Regions from separate parts of the Ovis aries genome. Here region 2 is linked to region 1. A link is a contact called in public Hi-C data. All regions are on one chromosome and are shown on one strand. Each heading gives the region's core, a stretch centred on a gene start, on an enhancer-like site or on the middle of the called end of the contact. The rest is flanking DNA. Distances are from core to core; before and after follow the strand shown.

Evidence for each region. Hi-C and Micro-C count contacts between places; a contact is called where the count stands out from the background.
Region 2: a contact with region 1 is called in a Hi-C map of liver, with 7 times the contacts expected there. The contact joins two enhancer-like sites. A contact is called at or near these places in 10 of 16 Hi-C or Micro-C datasets (blood, hypothalamus, liver and 6 more).

What each region holds. Positions count from the first base shown.
Region 1 is chr23:25,270,799-25,274,820 of ARS-UI_Ramb_v3.0, forward strand. No RefSeq gene overlaps it. Among named protein-coding and RNA genes, the nearest start is that of TRNAW-CCA, 20 kb to the right of the region's middle. Within about 2 kb of position 2,558, at least 1 of the 54 cell types and tissues checked has an H3K27ac peak or open chromatin away from gene starts, as enhancers often do. A contact at or near this core is called in liver, where this site is marked.
Region 2 is chr23:25,387,239-25,391,521 of ARS-UI_Ramb_v3.0, forward strand. No RefSeq gene overlaps it. Among named protein-coding and RNA genes, the nearest start is that of MEP1B, 33 kb to the left of the region's middle. Within about 2 kb of position 1,538, at least 7 of the 54 cell types and tissues checked have an H3K27ac peak or open chromatin away from gene starts, as enhancers often do. A contact at or near this core is called in liver, where this site is marked.

The DNA of each region.
Region 1 (4,022 bases), core at 1,308-3,807:
CTTCTGGCATTGGTTCCTTAGTGAGTTGGACCCAGTGTATGGCTTTCTGAAGACTCTCTTTCCCATCCTCATGAAGCAGAAGGGAGCTTGTCTGAAGAGATTCTGAAGATTGCAAGTCCACTCCATATTGACAAGAGATTGAAGACTGGCTATCATATCATAAATGGAAGAAGCTGGGAACCAGGTAACCCAATGGCGTGCCAAGAGAATGTAGTACCTGTGCGATCAGGAGATACGGGAGAAAAGACAAATACAGATGAACTGGTGAGCCTTAAAAGATAGTAGGGAACTTCCCTGGCAGTCCAGAGGTTAAGACACTGTTCTTCTACTGCAGGGGGCTTGGCTTCAACCCCTAGGTCAGGGAACTAAGGAATCCCACATATATAACTGAATCATTTTGCTGTATAGCAGAAATTAACACAACATTGTAAATTGACTCGAATAAAATAAATTTAAAAATTTTTTAAAAGAACTATATTGGGTTAAAATCAGATATCCTCCAAATCCTACCTATCTGAGGTTAGAAGAAGCCAAATCACTGAAAACAGGGAGTAGGCGCTGGGAAATTCTTATTTCACTGAAACGAGTTTTCCCAGAAGCAGTCCCCTCCCCATCTCAGCCCTTCCATGCTTAGCTACTCACACGTGTCCTTCAGGATTTACCAAGTAACATCCCCCAAGCTGACTTGGTCTCAGGTCTCTGTGCTGACATAGCCTTCTGCCTACCCTTTTGAGCTATCAGTCTTTGGTACGAAGGCTTATGTCTTCGTTGTCATATCTTCAAAAGTAATGCTACTTGAGGTTCTACCGAATGATGGCATGATGCCATTGCGTTCCTGACGGCGGCCAGTCTTCATACCATCAAGATCGAGACCCTGGAGCTACATAATAACAATGAAGTAAAGTCAAAAGAATGACAAATGAAACCTGTGGTCGTCATAAAATCTCTAAGACTAAAAGAGGGTAAGATAAGGACCTATTTAGAGATTCCAGATCGAGTTTGTATCACTTGCCAAAGAAAAATTTTTTTCTTCTAACAGTTTGATGAAGGCAGTGCATTCAGTTCTTTAATGGATGTCAAGTGAACTAGGAAAGATCAGCGTGTTTCCGTGGGTTGATTTGACTGTTGGATCTGAAAGACACAGGCCATTGAAGACTTGGATGAATGACCTAAGCTCCTACGTGACCTCAGGACCAGAAGCATGATGGGTAAAGATAAAAACCAGTTTGTGTTCTCGGAAGCACAGCTGGTGAGGAGCAGCCATGGGCAGACCACAGAGATCTAGAGCCAGAGAGAACCTTGGAAATGAGCTGGTCCAATCTCCTAGCTTTGTTGGAATGAAAGCCATGGAGGGTAAATGACCTCCCTGAGATCACATATGGTTTGTGACAGAACCAGAGCTGGAAATAAAATCCATTTTATAACCATTCCCGGGGCTTCCCAGGTGGCACTAGTGGTTACAAACAAAAAAACCGCCTGCCAATGCAGGAGACATAAGAGATGCGGGTTCGATCCTGGGTCAGGAAGATCCCTTGGAGGAGGGCATGGCAACCCACTCCACTATTCTTGCCTGGAAATTTCCATGAACAGAGGAGCCTGGTGGGCTATAGTCCGTGGGGTCGCAAAGAGTCAGACATGACTGAGTGACTTAGCACGCATGCTCTCATTCCACTACAACCTTATCTCTCAATTTCCTTCATTTTTAACATAAAAATAACATTTCATGGGTTTCTTGAAAGCACATGGAATGCCCTACCCTAGTCCTCCAACTTCTCTTTCTTCTAAGGCTAAAAATAGGAAATGATACTGAGTTGATGTTCCCTCCAGTTTTGTTTGGTAACAGAAGAAACATCTCCTGCTTGTAAAATGGAGGCTCTGAGTGTGTCTCCTGCTTTCTGATCAAAAACTCTGACTCAGTGGAGATCCTGAGACAGGTATAAGATGAAAAAATGTTTTAAAAACCCAGACTTAAATGTCCACCAAGAGGTGAATGGATAAAGAAGATGTGGAATATATGTACAATTGAATATCACTCAGCCTTAACAAAGAATGAAATAATGCCGTTGGCAGCCACCCGGATGGACCTAGATCATCATACTAAGTGGAGTCAGTCAGAGGAAGACAATTATCATATGATATCACTTATACATGGAATCTAACACAGACTCAAAGACATAGAAAACAAATTCAGTGGTTACCAAAGGAGAAAGGAAGTGGAGGAATAAGTGGGGATTAACAGATGCACACTACTCTATATAAGATAAATAACAAGGATCTACTGTGTAGCATAGAGAATTGTATTCAATATCTTGTAATAATGTTTAATGGAAAAGAATCTAAGAACATGCGTATATATAATGTATATACGTAACAGTGAGTCACTTTTCTGTACACCCGAAACACTGAAATTCCACTATACTTCAATTTTAAAATGTCCTCCCCCCAAAAATCTACACATGGCATACACACCTTTTATGTCACTGTACCCGAGGAAGCGCCTAGGAAGAGTACAAACTGGGGAACCTTGTGAAAGAGGCAGCTGTAGTACTAACCGTGGCCACAAGGTGTCAGGCTTTTCCAACCAGCCAATAACTGCTCAAGGATAACTCCAGTCAGCCTTGCTGCTAAGTCGCTTCAGTCGTGTCCGACTCTGTGCGACCCCATAGACAGCAGCCCACCAGGCTTCTCCGTCCCTGGGATTCTCCAGGCAAGAACACTGGAGTGGGTTGCCATTTCCTTCTCCAATGCATGAAAGTGAAAAGTGAAAGTGAAGTCGCTCAGTCGTGTCCGACCCTCAGCGACACCCATGGACTTGCGGCCTTCCAGGCTCCTCCATCCATGGGATTTTCCAGGCAAGAGGACTGGAGTGGGGTGCCTTAGTACAGAGTAAAATTTTAAAACTCGCCTCACTGATGGTGGTCTCTATATTCCCATCACTTTTCCACTTTCCTTAGTTAGCCAAAGGCATTCGAATCCTGAAGTTATATAAGTAGAAAGAAATGGCTCATAAAAGATGAGGGATTTGAAAATGGGGGCGCTGTGCAGTTTCAAATTTAAGCCACATTTCCACAGAGGAATTTGCAAAGTGCAAAACTGACCTGTCAGCTTTTTTTTTTTTTTTTTTTTTTCCTGCTCCTTCTTGCAGTCTTTGGAATTTTGACAGTGAATGGGGCAAATCAGAAGCTTTTGCATAAAGGAAATTTTAGTTCGTTTTTCCCCCCACTGATTGGTTTTGAGCAACAAAAACCCTCAACCAAAAACAAAAGCTGTCAAGTCGATTCTCAAGTGAAGATTGAGAAAGTATATCTCGTCCAGTCCTCTTTCACATTAACAACCAAACCATGATCCAACCTAACTGATCCTGAAGAACAAAGGAAAGATGAATTCTAACAAAGAATATCAGACCTCAGTTTGGGCATAAACATGTTTATGCTTCATTCTTTGCTTTTTACTACTGTCAGTTTAGCACAGTTATTAATAAAATAAAGGAAGTCTCTTTTTCAACTTTTAAGGAGTTGACTGATTTTACAAATTCAGTGAGCTACCAATAATTTCAGATGTAGTTTTAAGTTGCCATCTTGAAAAAAGTATAATTGCCAATTAAGGTTTTCCTATAATCATGCTTACCTGTTTCTATCACGTTTCAATGCTTTTTGAATCCCATGGGGAAATGGGACTTTCCTTCACTTTGTAAAATGATTGGCTATCCTGGTCCCATGTTTCTGTCCCGGTTACCCTGTCCTACACACAAGGACCCTTCTTTTGGTTCCTGGTCTATGCAAAAGCTGTACATATGCTGGTTCTGCGTTCGTATCCTACTCCCCTCCCCCACCCCACAGTTTGAAAAGTCAGCAATGAAAATTATCACTGAAGCAAAACCTGAAACCAGGATAGCCAACCATTTCACACGGTGAGGAGCAATGTTTGTGTGACCTAGCTTCCGCTCTTGGTACAATCCCATTTTTTCCCAAGAAACTCACTCTTCACTGAAATCTGATTAAAAACACAGGTGAGCATGGTAC
Region 2 (4,283 bases), core at 288-2,787, 120 kb after region 1:
ATCAAAGTAAAAATTTATCATGAGGATTAGGCTCAGAAGTAAACATGTCAGGTAAAACCCACAGAAAATTACCCATGGGAAGTGCTTAAACAGTTTATAAATCCTACATTAAGGGGTACAGAGGAATGAGGGCCCCCTGAGGGAACAGCCAACTCATGCTTGAAACACCTCAAACTCACTGTGGGGCAGCCTGAGGGTGACACGTTAAGTGTGTATGAGATGAGAATTTGCTGTGTATGAGTGTGTACGTGTGTGCCTGTCTTTTTTTCGAGGAAAAGGAAAATCATAAAGATGTGTGCAGTAAGCACTACAAATCACCGTCTTTCTCTTTTGCAGATTTTGATTGCCCCAATACTGGACAATTTTCCACTTCGACCGTATTCCAAGCAACTGGTCTTTCAATGTTCTAACCTTAATGTAGTGGTTCTAGGCTGCCACCTCGTGGCTGCTACACATGTGTTTTAACCAGTCTCTTGCTGCGCCGCTTGTAATTTGATGCCATTCCTAACAGCTTCTGCATTTTCATCACCACTGACTCCACCTGGCTTCAAGGAACAGTGTGTTCCTTACATGACAGATGAAGAGTAAAAATATGTGCTTTCTTATGAAAATAAATTACAATCTTTTACATCTTTCAGGATAAGTATCCCAAGAACTTACTAAAATTATAAAAATTATAATAAAATCTTGGCAGGGTGGTACATTACATTCTGCTGCTGCTGCTTCTAAGTCGCTTCAGTCGTGTCGAACTCTGTGCGACCCCATAGACGGCAGCCCACCAGGCTCCCCCATCCCTGGGATTCTCCAGGCAAGAACACTGGAGTGGGTTGTCATTTTCTTCTGCAATGTATGAAAGTGAAAAGTGAAAGTGAAGTCGCTCAGTCATATCTGACCCTCAGCAACCCCACAGACTGCAGCCTTCCAGGCACATTACAGACTAGACATCATTATGGTTTTCTCCCAAATTACATGTAATCTTTATTTTAAAACCCCAGTATCCCACAAGCAACAACAAATTCCTTTCATGAGCATTTATTGAGCACCTATTAGCCACTATGTGAAGGAGCCGCCAGCCTTGTAAGGAGGGAGACATGACAGACAACTGCTGTGTTGCCATCTTCTTACCCTGAGGATGTCCACTGGGGGCCTGGAAAGAGCACTCAAGTCCCCCCTGAAGGAGTCAGTGATGTCTTCACAGAAGAGTTTAGGCTGAGGCTTAAGTCAGAGGTCAAGGGGCCAAAGTCAGGGGGATGAAGGTTTATTGATATATCTGCTTCCTTGGTGACTCAGATGGTAAAGAATCTGTCTGAAATGCAGGAGATCTGGGATCGATCCCTGGATCAGGGAGAGGGGAGAGCAGCACCGTGAGGTGGGAAAGCAAACACAACACCGTCTTGGGACTCAATTCCCAGCTTCACTAGCCCAGGCAGCATGCTAGGATCTAGCTTTTAAAGAGACCCGTTTAAACATTCTTAGGGGAACCAACACCAAGCTGGACCCTGTGGGGCCCTCCCAGATACAAAAGTCTTTGTGTCTCCTGTTTGATTTTGTGGGGAAAACATTGCAGCCTCTGAGACCGTCCCTGAGTTCCAAAGGGCAGATTCAAACAGTTACTAATTAGTGGAGTGAGGAAATGCAGAAACAAAGGAAAGGCAGTCAAGAAACTGTGTGCGTGCACATGTACGCATGCACGTGTACTGTCATGTCCAACTCTGTGGGACCCTATGGACAGCCAAGCAGGTGGGCCAAATCCCAAACCAAACAAATCAGAATCTCAGGATGATGGGATAAGGGCATAGTTGTTTTTCCAGTTTCCCAGTGCTTCTGTTGGTCAGACAGTGTTGCAAACCACTGGTCTAGTTGGGAAAGAATCTTATACAAATTAACATAATGCTCTGATAACAAATCTCTATTGACATAATAAATGCTTCTCGGGGAATAAGTAGAAAATAAGCTTCATGAAGGCAGAGATCTTTGATTTATTGATATATCTGCTTCCTTGGTGACTCAGATGGTAAAGAATCTGTCTGCAATGCAGGAGATCTGGGTTCGATCCCTGGATCAGGAAGATCCCCTGGAGAAGGGAATGTCAACCCACTCCAGTTATTCTTGCTTGGAGAATTCCATGGACAGAGGAGCCTGGTGGGCTGCAGTCCATGTGATCACAGAGTCAGACACAACTGAATTACTAACAACAACAAAGATCTCAAGCACTAGAAAATATATAACATAGCAAATCAACCCATATTGCTGAACTATAACTTTTAAAATGAATAAATAGAATAAAATAGAATTTCAATGAATTTTTAACAAATGAATAAATAGATGAGGTATGGGAAAGGTATTCAAAGCAGAAATACTAAGAGACATGTGAATAAGTGTAGAGTAAGTGGAAAGAATTTCAGCTGACTAAAAGTAGGTTGTAGATTACAAAATGGACACTAGTGGAAAATGGTATTGATCTCTAGATTAAGGAAGTTGTTTTATCTACTGTGTGCAGAAATCGGTAAATGAGAGCAAAACACTACTAAATTTGTAATTTTCAAAAATAACCCTCAGTTTCTAAGGTTATCAAACATTTCTATTTATGTACCAGCATTCCTATAAAAAAGATACCTGCACTCATTTTTATAGTGAAAGAAAGATAAGGTTAATTACCTTGTGTTCAAAACTCGGTTAAGAGTTGGACAAAAGAAGCAAGACTGGAAGGTTGCCTGTATTTTACTACAGAAACACAAGATACAAAGAAAGATTCGGTTGGAGATTTAATATTAGAAGATGGTAAGAATATATAATATTGTTGGGAATAAATATCTCTTAAAGCAGATTAAATTATTAATAATAAGCAGTAGTAGTAGTAAGAATTCTTAATTGAATGTCTTTAACAGATTGGAAAGAATTTCTTTAAAGGAAAATTTGTCTTTGGAGGAAGACTCATGAATTAGTGGACAAAAAATTCAAATTTCAACAAGTTTAAAGGAAGGTAGTGTGATCCCCAGGCCAGAGACTTTAAAAAGAAAATGGTGGTTCCTGGAAAGGGTATTCTATTAATAATAATGTAAACATAAACTGATCCCATTGAGGAAGGGAAGGTAGAAATACTTAAAATCAAACTGCATGTTAGAAAGACACCAAAAATTTTAAATGGAATCAGTCTTGTAAATGGGATGTGTGCGCATGCGTGCATGCTCAACTCTGTCATGTCCAACTCTTTGAGATTCCACAGACTGTAGGCTGCCAGGCTCCTCCATCCAGGGGATTCTCCAGGCAAGAATACTGGAGTGCGTGGCCATTTTCTCCTCCAGGGGCTCTTCCCAACCCAGCGATCAAACCTGCATCTTCTGCGTCTCCTGCATTGGCAGGCAGGTTCTTTACCACTGAGCCACCTGGAAAGTCCAGGTTAGTAATTACTTTCCTTTAAATGCCTTTATATACAGAATAAATAGCAGTGATGGCCTAAACCTGTCAAGAATCATTTCAAGGTTAGTGCACAGGATATCTAGAAGTCTTGAAAAATTCTGAAGATTAAAAAAAATTTTTTTTGAGATATCTTTTTTAAAAGAGGGAAAAAACAGAGATAGGTTTTATTTGGGGGAGAATGTACAATTTATTCCAGTGGTTCTTAAACTTTGGGTACATGAGAATTGAGCTTCTGTGGTGGCTCAGACGGTAAAGAATCTGCCTGCAATGCAGGAGAACAGGGTTCGATACCTGAAGCTGACAGATTGCTGACCCCATTCACAGAGTTCTGGACCAAAGGCCTGGGGCACGGCCTATGATTTTTTTCTAACAGATTCCCAAATAATGCCTATGCCTCCAGTCAGGCACCTCACTCTTGAGACACTCTCTGGTTTAGTCCATGTCTTGCTTTGGCTTCCACAGGAAGTAGATCCTGAGAAAACGATTCAGTGTAAGTTGTGTAATTGGAGGGACTGTAGGGAAAACAGGCAATGAGTGTTCTAGGAGCTTTTAGCAGAACCTGGCCAGTATGGGACCCTCAGGACTGCCTTGAACAAATAAGGTGAGAAGTGAACTCTCAGATAAAGAGATCACACATATCTAGATGGGGAAGGGCACATATCTAGATGAGGGTAGGGATACTCTCTGTTGAGAAAACAGTAAGTATGAAGACTCTCTGGTGATAAAATTGGAGGGAAGGAGGCAGGGATCAAACTTTAAAAGAATGACATAGCCCGAGGACATGATATAAACTGTTTAGAATCAAATAAGTCCAAGATGGCAGAACAGTCATCTTCCACCAGAACTTCGGCCTCAGTAGATGC